Linked DNA regions of Mus musculus: regions 1 and 3 are each linked to region 2. The links are chromatin contacts, called in public HiCAR-type and promoter capture Hi-C maps. All regions are on one chromosome and are shown on one strand. Each heading gives the region's core, a stretch centred on a gene start, on an enhancer-like site or on the middle of the called end of the contact. The rest is flanking DNA. Distances are from core to core; before and after follow the strand shown.

The links. Promoter capture Hi-C pulls out the DNA fragments that hold promoters and counts their contacts. HiCAR-type assays count read pairs that join an accessible place to other places.
Region 1: a contact with region 2 is called in a HiCAR-type map of astrocytes, with 3 times the contacts expected there. The contact joins the promoter of Uckl1 here to the promoter of Lama5 in region 2. A contact is called at or near these places in 2 of 115 datasets of contacts at active chromatin or transcription factors (astrocytes and embryonic stem cells).
Region 3: a promoter capture Hi-C map of second pharyngeal arch cranial neural crest shows a contact between it and region 2. The contact joins the promoter of Rtel1 here to the promoter of Lama5 in region 2. A contact is called at or near these places in 3 of 39 promoter capture datasets (cranial neural crest, liver and second pharyngeal arch cranial neural crest).

The regions. Positions count from the first base shown.
Region 1 is chr2:181,580,037-181,583,596 of GRCm38.p6, forward strand. Uckl1 (uridine-cytidine kinase 1-like 1) reads right to left here and starts at 1,937. Exons shown (of 15, transcript NM_026765.3): 1 at 1,820-1,937. The coding sequence starts at 1,932. Zfp512b (zinc finger protein 512B) reads right to left here. Exons shown (of 17, transcript NM_001164597.1): 17 at 2,067-3,560. Uckl1os (uridine-cytidine kinase 1-like 1, opposite strand) reads left to right here. Exons shown (of 3, transcript NR_027289.1): 2 at 407-592.
Region 2 is chr2:180,224,207-180,227,533 of GRCm38.p6, forward strand. It overlaps Lama5 (laminin, alpha 5), which reads right to left and starts at 1,653. Exons shown (of 79, transcript NM_001081171.2): 1 at 1,285-1,653. The coding sequence starts at 1,596. It overlaps Gm52542 (a long non-coding RNA gene), which reads left to right and starts at 413. Exons shown (of 2, transcript XR_003953984.1): 1 at 413-477; 2 at 733-2,108.
Region 3 is chr2:181,318,203-181,321,949 of GRCm38.p6, forward strand. Rtel1 (regulator of telomere elongation helicase 1) reads left to right here and starts at 1,522. Exons shown (of 34, transcript NM_001001882.3): 1 at 1,522-1,654; 2 at 2,604-2,855. The coding sequence starts at 2,754.

The sequences.
Region 1 (3,560 bases), core at 687-3,186, 1.4 Mb after region 2:
ACCTGTCCCACCTATTGATTCACTAGACTTGGCTCCAAAATACCACACCCTGACCCCAGAACTTCATCTTTACCTAAGATACACCAGGCTACCTGGCTACTACACTCCTTAACTTCCATCTTTGAGGTTTTCTTCTTTCAGGGCTCCATTTTAGGCCTCAGGGCTGTCTGAGGTAGGTGGTGCTGGAAGCTGCTGCTCAGTTTTCATTTTCCCCTGGCTATCCCTTAGGTAACAGCGCTGTCATCTATGGCTCAAAGCCACTCACCAGGGAGTTGCTGCAGACCTGTATGTATCCTTATACAGAGAAACAGAGAGAGGCTACTGAGGACCTAAGCCGGTGCCTCATGGATAAGGAAACTCCATGGAAGTTAGAGCTGCCCTGTAATTTGCATCCCCCATATCTTAGAAACCAGAATGAAAGGCCTACAGCAGAGACTGAAGAGAGGAAGGCTCATCACTTGGACCACCAAAGAAAGGTCTCAAGATCCCTCTGCTATGGTTAAATCTAGTCAAGCAACCCATCCCGGTGCTACTGTGGAATTCCTGCAAGAGGCAGAAGGCGGTTCAGAGTCATCAAAGCCATTTTTACAAGGTAGACATAGGACTGGGGGATTAAAGGCTTTCATGGCCTCACTTGCCAACCTGCCTCCCCCCCCCCCCCCCAAGGCTCTGGGTGAGTACCTATTAACTTCTCTCCACTCTCTAATCCCAAATCCATCTCCACTTTGCATATCGACATGAAAGCCAATGGCGGTGCTGGCTAAGGTCAGACAACTCCAAGGAAAAGGCCTCAGGGGCAGGCAGATAGGGAGCCAGGTGCTGGGAAAGGCAATAGGAGAAACCTCAAGCTGGGCTTTAGTCTACCAGCGACTCCCTCCCCTACTGCTGCCAGTGCCTGAGGCACCAGGGCAGTTTGTATCTTCTCAAGGTGTATCCCCAGGAACCTTCGGAGGAGGAATTTGGCCACGGCCTCACAAAGTCTGACTCCTGGTCAGAATGCCTGGAGTGTGTGAACTAGCTGGGATTCACCTCATCCACTGCCAGCACCTCACTTTCTAAAGGCGTCCGGGGTTACAGCTTCTCAGGCGGTGCACTGTGGCATGCAAAGCCGGAAGACATTTGGCCTTCAACTGACTCATACAGACCGGAAGAGGTGTCACGAGCAGTTTCCAAGCATGGTCACTGCCCCCTGGCGGCCACGACCTAGAGTTGCTACAAGTGATGATCAGGCCGAGTGAAGACAAGGACCCTTAAGTCTCCTACTTCCTACAAGGACCCTTATCTCCCCTTCCATTCTCCTGAAAGCCTCGAAAGTCTCAAAGGCCCCCAAACTCTCGGACAGGTGGCAATCACCACCCCATCTTACATTCACAAGCACCACTGGCCGCCAGGTGCAACTTTGCGCTCAATTTCGACGAACTCAGAAGGTCGAACACGCCTACCGCCCAGCTGGGGGCCCAGAGCCAAGTGCGCACCCACTAGGAACAGAGACCCACGCTAAAGATGTCAAACAGGTTTCCATTCTCAGTGCCTCCAAAAGCTGGAGCTTGGGCCAGTTCCGCCTTCCGTCCGCTGGGGCCCTCCAGGTCGTCTGCCACCTCCCTCTCCCTGGCAGGGGGTGGCTGACACATAGCCCAGGAGGCCCCAGGGCGCTGGAGAGCCGCCGAAACCTGTCCAGGATCCACAAGGCTGTAGAGATCAAGCTGCCCATCTATGGAGATGCCGGGAGCCGTCCCGGCTCTAGGAAGAGATGCAAGCCGTGCTCCGACCCCTCCCAAGAGACAAGCGCGGCCCCTGCCTTATTCAGGCCCGCGCCTACCGGTCCTCGCACGCCGTTTCATTCTGCTCGGCCTGGCGGCCAGGCACGTCTGGGGCCACAGCAGACTGCAGGGGCGAAGGGGCGGCGCTCATTGAGGCCGGCGGCGCAGCCATGGCGTCCCGAACCTGGCGGAGGCCGGGGAGGCGCACCGGGAGGCAGGCACGCTGCGGACTACAATCCCCACAAGGCCGTGCGGCAAGCCCCGAGAATGACCTTTGCCTCAACACAAACTCAGCCACACAAAATCCCTGGAAAAAAAAAATCAATAAACATTTATTTGATACAGTGACTTTAATACATAGTTGATGGCCCACCACCGCACCACTCCGGGCCAGGGGATGAGGATGAGGACAGATGACCACAAGGCGGGCAGGACCAAAGCTCACCTCAAAACATCTTGCAAATAAAACACTTTGTAGATAGAATATATATGCATGTATATCTATGGTTACAAGTGATAGCCAGAAATGCACTTGTGTAATGAGAACTGCATTATAACCAAACCAAGGAACCCAAAGTTTAGGAGGCGCTGCAGTCAGGTATGTGGGGTGACCTGGGAAACCAGGTCTCCAGGGCAAGGGACCTGGGTTTCACCCAACAGGGGAACAGCTCTCCCTTCAGAACCACCATAGGGACAGGAAGATCCCAAAGCCTCCAGGAGGCACCATCATCTGCCTGTGCAGGAACATAAAGTGCACCCTGGTTCTGCATGAAATGTCTGCCCTTGGCACTTCTGTTTTTTTAGGGCAGGGCAAGCGCTGAGCCAGAGGTAGATCTGTAGAGACCCTGACTTTTGCATTTTGCCAAGGACCCAGGGTTGGTTTGGCCCTCTAAGTCTATGCCCACCCACCTTCTGTAGCTCTGCCATGATGGTCCCTCTTACTGAGGATCTGTGTAGGCTGGTGGTTACCTTTGGGCCATAGTAGGGAGGTGGGCAGACCGATGAGCCCTGCCACCATGGAAGAGCTTTACAGTCTAGTTTGCCACTACTTACCAGTCACCACAGGCTGGTACCTATCCAACTGCAGCTTTTGACAGCTGCCCCAAAACTGACCTCAAAGACTGAGTTAAAGTGCTAACATCAAGTTACCCAGAACAGTCCCATAGCAAGGCTGTATATGGGCTTTCTGGTTCGTCCTGGAAAACTCAGCCCCCAGCAAACCCAGGTCCTACTTCTCCCTACAAGTGCCAAGTACCTGAGAGGCTAGGGTGGATGGTCACACCCCACAGAGGTGTTGTGAAAAGTGCACTTTGGCCCCCTTCCCTTCCACAGTTGCACACAACCACTCCAAAGCCCCAGCCTACCCTTTGACACTGGATCATACCCACCTCTGTAGCCACCTCTGACCACATCAAAGTGTGTAGGAATTGGAGAGTCCATTCAACACCTACAACACACCAGGCCATGGTTACCTTGCCCAGAGTCAGAGCCTTTCTAAATACATGTGTACAAGGACCTCACCCCAAATCTCCCTGGAGCTGGCCTTCTTGGAAACGCTCCCTGCTGAGGCTGGGGGCAGGTGCTAGTCAGTACCACAGCAATACCTTCGGCACCAGGAAACCCTTAGCACCATGACATTAAGATTGTTGAGTTTTGTATAAAAAAAACCCAGAATTAAAAAAAAAAAAAAGAAAAAAAAAAGGTTGCTACTTGTCACAGCAACAAGACTGGCATCAACAACATCCAGGAGACACACAGAGGCAAATATCAAAATTCACATCATCCAGGATCAGAAGCAGA
Region 2 (3,327 bases), core at 403-2,902:
CTCACTCTGTAGACCAGGCTGGCCTCGAACCCAGAAATCCACCTGCCTCTGCCACCGGTCCCCTCCTGCCTAGGTGCTGGGATTAAAGGCCTGCGCCACCACCGTTTGATGGCACCTCACTTCTGAACGCTCGCCTCAGACGGATCCTGCTCTGACTTGTAAAGCTTCAAAAACAAGTGTTTATACCTTCCCAGGCCTCAGTTTCCCTGTCTCTGATGGCCCACACCTGCTCTTACTCTGAGACTGCAAGGGAACCAGAGCGCAGGGAGCCCGGCCCTTCTCAACTCCCCCTCCCCACTTGGAGGCCCGAGAACAGGCGGGGTGGGCAGGCAAGGAGGGTGGTGGCCAGGTAAACCAGAAAACAGAACTGAATTCCTTCACCGCTCCCCTTTCTCCACCCCGACGAATCCGTTTTTTCAGCTATTCTTTCCCTCGCCAGCCTCCTTCCAGGAACGTGGAAGCAGGTCCCTAGAGAAGGTAGCTAAAGTTACCAGGCCCTAATGGCTCCCAACTCCTTAGGTCCCTAACGTGAGGCAGGAGTCCTGCGGGGGGGGGGGGGGGGACAACGTGGCCCACCTGCAGGCTCAGCCTGAAAGGCAGGGCTCAGGAGAGTCCTTAGGTACAGAATCCACATCTCCCGGGAGACTAAAGCCCCAGAGCCTACCACCTGCTGGGCAGGGGGCTCCTCCACGATGGCCCACAGGTGTTAGCGCTCTCCACCTCCTTCTGAAGTTCCCAGATCCCAAGCAAAGAAGCTTCTTCAACTTTTGGCTGAGACAGTGAGACCCAACACCAGGAGAAACCGGCGATGGTGCGGCTTCCGCGCTCATTCCGTCCCTATCCGGGAGGCCAACAGGTTCCTGCCTGTCCCGGGGTAACAAGGAGCTCCCGCCCCCTCCTCACAGTCAGCGGGCACCCTGGCCAAGTTCCGCCCACGCAGGGATCCCGGACTTACGGCTGCCGAGGACTGATCACCGGTCCCCTCCTGCCTAGGTCACCCCCCCACCCCCACCCCCGAGCTTCACCAGCCCCAGGGGCCCTTGGTCCGCGAGTCGGACACTTCATTGGCTCTTCCAGAGGCACGTGCCGTGTCTGCACGAGTTTCGGTAGCCGCATCAGGGTCCCCCTTAGTCCATCAAAACATGGGGCCAGGGAGTCTTGGTGGGAGAGTCAGTCCGTACTTACTCTCCCCAGCACTGGGAGCCCCTACGAGATGTCTGGGTTCCGGCGCTAGAGGTGGACCACCACAGGATGGTGTAACCAGCTCCTCCGTGCCGCGCTCACCTGGATTGTCTGATTGGGATCTCCGCCAGCCACCGGACCCCCAACCAGCTTGCAGTAGAGGTCCTCGGTGGGGCGTGAGACACTGCGCGTCGGGGCCTCCTCGCCGCAGGTCGCGGACGCGGTGATGCGAGCGCCCTCCGCCAGGTTGAAGTAGGGCGGGTGCAGGCTGAAGCCATCGCCCCCGGGAGTGCGCGCCTCGCCTACCAGCGCCAGTCCAGCCAGCAGCAGTAGCAGCGGCCGTGGCGCGGGGCTCCGGGGGCCAAGAGCGCCCGGTGCGCTCCCCGCGCAGAGCTGCCCTCCGCGCTTCGCCATTTTCCTGCTGGGGGCTGCGGCTCTAGGGACAGCGCGCACCGCAGGAGCCCGGCAAGTCTAGTTTGGGGCGGCCGGTCCCGCTGGCCCCGCCTGTCCGAGGACGTCAGGCCCCGCCCAGGCCCGCCTGGCGCCCGAGCCTTATGCCCTGGAGAGGGGGTTGGGGGAGGGCATAAGAGAGGGGGCGGCCTGGGGACCTTAACCCTTCCGACCCCGGCCAGACCAGCGTCCTGGAAGGGGCACCTGCTGGCCGCCCGCCAGGCCGCGGGAACTTGGCGCTACTGAGCCTTTCCTCTCTCCCAGGTGGTGGCTTCGATCCCCACTGAGACCCCTTGCTTTTTCCGTGGATGTTCAGGACCCCAGCATGCCGGGCCTGCCTCTACCCGCCCAGCGGCTCCTGTTTTTGTTTCCCTAACTTCAAACAGGTCTCAGCCACCTGGCGCCTCCCCGTTGCCCTAGCCTGTTACTCTCTTCCTTCCCTGTTGGTATTTGAATAAACTGTGTGTAGCTGTGGATGGGGACCCAGAGGAGATGTGATCTGCAAATGGTGGGGGGGGGGGGGGTGGAGAAGACCAGACAGGAGGAGACCCCCTACTTCCTCCATTGTTAGGTCGGATTTAGCCCTGTCTACCCCTTTGGGTTTTAAACTCCTCTGCAATAGGGGATCAATACAAGAGCAAAGAAATGACAGGCGCCCACCCATGGAGCATATCCAAGGATGCTCATTGGCCTATAGGTGCCACTCCATAGGCTCCTTGGGAAGCTAAGACTTTGCTTAGACATCTTTCTTTCTTTCTTTCTTTCTTTCTTTCTTTCTTTCTGTTTTTTTGTTTGTTTGTTTGTTTTTTGTTTTTGTTTTTTCGAGACAGGGTTTCTCTGTACTGTATAGCCCTGGCTGTCCTGGAACTCACTTTGTAGACCAGGCTGGCCTCGAACTCAGAAATCCACCTGCCTCTGCCTCCCAAGTGCTGGGATTAAAGGCGCTGGCCACCGCCGCCCGGCTTAGACATCTTTTAAGCAAGCCGTGCCTCTAGCTCCTGTGTTTCTGGGGTACAGTGGGCTCCAGTTGATCTGCCTGGCTGAGTTGCAAACATTGAACGTCCTAGAGGCTTAGCTAAGATGCTTGTGTACCTCATGTCTGCTTCAGCCACAGCCACTGGATTCCCTTCCCTTGGATTCTAGGACCAAACAGGAAAGCCCCCAGGGGTGTAGAGGTCGAACTCAGCAGCAGGGCTAGCAGCTCCCCTTATCTCCTAGCCAGGCCACCATCTCACGTTTTTGGGTAGGACTCCCATTCTTGCTGGTCCTTCTGGATAATCCCAAGGGTCCCAGTGAGTTCCTGAAACACTGCCATCATGTCCTGGCCCAGTTCTGACCCGTAATTGTCTGGAAAATTTGCACCATCCTCCTGCCCTCCTGACTAACCCCCCAGCCTCCTACAAATCTTAAACCCCAAGGGGCTGGGAGGACCCCAGTCTCCGTTGAAAATGCGAGGTCAAGACAAGCTGCCCTCCCTGGATGCTTCCACTTTCCCTCCCCGGAATTCCTCTATAACCTCACTATTAGTTTTCCACCTGGGGGAGGGCAAGGCAGCCGCTTCCCTTTGCTTCGAAGGCTTGGTGTGGGGGAGGGGCTGGCTCCAGAGAGGGCGGGAGACAGGGAGGAATCTGGAATTCAGTAGAGTAGGCTCAGACGCTGATTTAAGACCCCGTGTGAGGCACAGCTGGGGCAGTA
Region 3 (3,747 bases), core at 272-2,771, 1.1 Mb after region 2:
CTGCCTCTGCCTCCCAAGTGCTGGGATCAAAGGCGTGTGCCACCACCGCCCAGCTAGGATTTTTTTTTTTCAATATGGCAACACTGGGCAGAGGAACAGTGAAGTCCAATTATCTCCCAAATGATCCTTACAGCTCTGATCCTTAGGTTTATTTGGATGATGTGTACATTACTATGCAGCCTTGGGTCCTAACCATCATCTCTAGCTTCAGTCTCTTTGCCACAGTGGTCTGACAAGTTGTCATAACTGCATAAAATCTTCTTCCCTAAGAAGAGTCCCTTCTCTGTCTGGTACCCCTCACTCTTTTCCTTCCTTTCCTGGGGAATTCCAATTTCTGGGGGGTCCATTGTTTAAATGGCCTGATAGTCAAAAGGAAGATCATATGCATCTCTTAGAATATATTCATTCCTTCCAGGATAGTTTCATTATAAGCTGGGCATGCTGCCTCAAAGCAACTACCTATGTGCTGTGAACTAGACTTGTCTTGATGTGAACCCAAGCAGCAGATGAATCAGCTCATGTCTCAGCTTCACTAGTAGCCCAGAAAGTTTTGCCTGGAATTGGTGCCATCCCAGTGTGTGTGGCCTCCTTCATCTTCAAATTCCCAATAAGAGATGAGGGTCTGAAGGAAATCTATAGGTTTGTCAGGGTGTTCTGTAAGTATGATCTCACATGCACAAGTATGGGCATTTCTGTGGGAAACTACCTGGGTATTAAAGAGAAGCTCTGAAACAAGTATCTATTAGTAGTGGAGAGCCAGCCACTGAAATGTCAATTTCTTTCTAATACCTATTGGGATTGCCTGAAATAAACAAACACCTCTGATGTCAGCACCGCCCTGAAGGACTTTGCAGCTCTCTCTTCCCTGGAGCTCCTTGTTGACTGTCAGCTAGTGCTAGGTGCTAGAGATTTAGAGGAACTCACCTGACAGCTAGCAGACACTGATTGGAAAATAAGCTGGACCCTGGGTGAGAGAGGAGGCAGTGAGAACTCTTAATGTGGGGTGGGGGTCTAGGTAAGATGCAGCCATTTGGATTTTATATACTCCAGCTGTGAAAAGATGCCTTTTGTGACTTGAGGTCAGTAACCACAAGAAAGCTTTAGATTTGTTTAGTTGTGCGGACAATGTAAGTGGCCTGGCCAAATGAACTAGTAGATTCCAGAAGATGGAGCTTATAATGCAAAAGTGGGGATGAGTGTCCGGGCGTGCACGCCTTTCATCCCAGCACTTGGAAGAGGCAGGTCAACCTGGTCTACAGAGTGAGCTCTAGGGCAATCAAGGCTACAGAGAGAAAACCTGTTTCGAAACAAACAAGCAAAAAGAGTGGGAGACAAGCGAGACTCTAGACGATATTAAGTGCTTTGGATAGAATACAGAGATGAGGCCAGGTCCACTGCACGAAGCCCCACCCCCCAGCCCCCAGCCCCCTGGCGTCCAGAGGCGAGGGAACCTGCTGACTCAGAAGTCGCGGAACCCGGTTTCCGCCCGGGTGCAAAGTAGCGGACCGGAAGGGAGGAAACGGAAGTGTAGCATTTAGGCGTGGCTACACGGATCTGCCCGCGAAGTTCCAATCAGCGGACTGCGGAGCACGCGGGATCCGTGTCTTTACAGTTGTTTGATACCGGACTTTGAAAGGCAGCCCTACCGAGACAAGTGAGCTGGGAGTCGCTTGACAGTTTTATCTGAGTGGATAGAGGTCATAGATCACGCACTCGCTAGTTCTGAAGTGCCGCGGTGCATTCTGGGTCCCGGGCTCTTGCTGCCAGTGTCTAGCTAGAGGCGCCTCCCTGGGCTAGTTCCAAGACGGCGGATAGATTTTCGCCTGTCAGTAGACTTGGAGGTCTGGAGAAGTTTAGTGACTTGCGGAGGGCTGAACAGATCATGATTCTGTTTTGCTACCTTTGTTTGGTTGGTTTTGGTTTTGCGTGTCAGGATGTCACTGTGTATTCCTGGCTGTCCTGGAACTCGCTCTGCAGACCATGCTGGTCTCGAACTCAGAGATCCATCTGTTTTTTCCTCCTGAGTGCTGGGAACTAAGGCTGGAGCACCACGCCCTGCCTGTTTTACTACTTTATTTGCATTCGGGTGCACACCTGGACCGAATGATGCATGACCCCAATCTTAAGAGCATCAAAGGTTGGAGACATTCCACGCTTTTGTGTTCAGGTCCAGGCCACAAGGGGATGCTCCTAGGTTCTTAGTCACAGACTTTTTGAAGAGTTGCAGGTAGAGTGCTGAAAATGTGCTTGTTTTGATAACTACATTGGGTTTTTGCTTTGCTTTGCTTTTCAGTCTAGGATGGAATTGGGTGAGCCAGGGGATCATCTTTAGATCTCTAAGCTCCTTTTTATTTTTTGAGACAGGGTCTACATAGCCCTGGCTGTCCTGGAACTCCCTGGACATGCTGGCTTCGAACTTAAGAGATACCCCTGCCTCTGCCTCCTGAGAGCTGAGATTAAAGGCGTGTGCCACCATGATAGGCTCTAAGCACCTTTTGATAGGGAAATAACAGATTTTCTGACCCTACAAGGACAGCTTCCTAAAATGATTGGTGTAATGGTCTGTGGCTACAAAGGCTGATTTCTTCTTATCTGTGTTGTAGGGAATTCTTACAGAGGGAAACCTGATGCCACATGCTGCCAACACTTACCTGGAGTGGCTGAAACACTGAGATGATCAGAGGGGTTTGTCTCACAGACCCAGACAGCCTGCATCTTGGCCTACCACCGTGTCTTCCTCAGTATAGGCTGATATGCCCAGGGTAGTCCTGAATGGTGTGACAGTGGATTTTCCTTTCCAGCCCTACCCATGCCAACAGGAATATATGACCAAGGTGCTAGAATGTCTCCAGAAGGTAAAGCTACAAAGCTCAAGACAGTAATTTAGAGAGGGGGCAATGAGGGCATACCTTCAGCAAACCCCTACTGTAGCCCTACCCTCATCCATTCCAGACTGGGTTTGTCTGCATTCTTTGGTTGGAGACTATAACAAGTGAACAAAAGAGATAGTTATAGAGAGGGATAACTTTGAGAATGTATTGCTGTCCTTTCTGAGTAGGTGGTGTTTGTGCTGGGTCTATTTGATAAGGAATGGGCTTAGGAGGCACATTTCTATGCAGAGGAGCAGGAATACCCAGCTTTCACCGTTTGGGGAAAATGTTTTGGAAAGTTTTTTTTTTCTTTTTAGATTTATTTATTGATTGTATGTAAGTACACTGTAGCTGTCTTCAGACACTCCAGAAGAGGGCATCAGATCTTGTTATGGACAGTTGTGGGCCACCATGTGGTTGCTGGGATTTGAATTCACGACCTTCATAAGAGCAGTCGGTGCTCTTAACCGCTGAGCCATCTCTCCAGCCCTTGGAAAGTTTTAAAATGAGACTTTGATTTATTTATTTTATTTTTGAGACAGGATCTAACTTTTAGCCTAGGTGTTCTGGATAAGCCAGGCTAGCTTCAACTCACAGAGATCTGTCTGTCTCTGCCTTCAGCATGCTAGGGCTAAAGGCATGTATTACTGTGGCTGACTTTTGTGTTTGAACCCTGGAAAAAGTCTTTAAATCTTAGGGGTGTGGAGTTTTTAGCTTTCTACTGAGTTTCTTGAGGTTGCCTTTTTGTATTTGAATCACTTTTTCCTCAAATGTCTTCTTCAGGCTTCTATCTGATATCTGGGACAGAAGACATCAAATTCTGTTCAAATATGGTGAATGCCTATATCCAGAATTGTAGAGCAGTTTCCTATTTTGA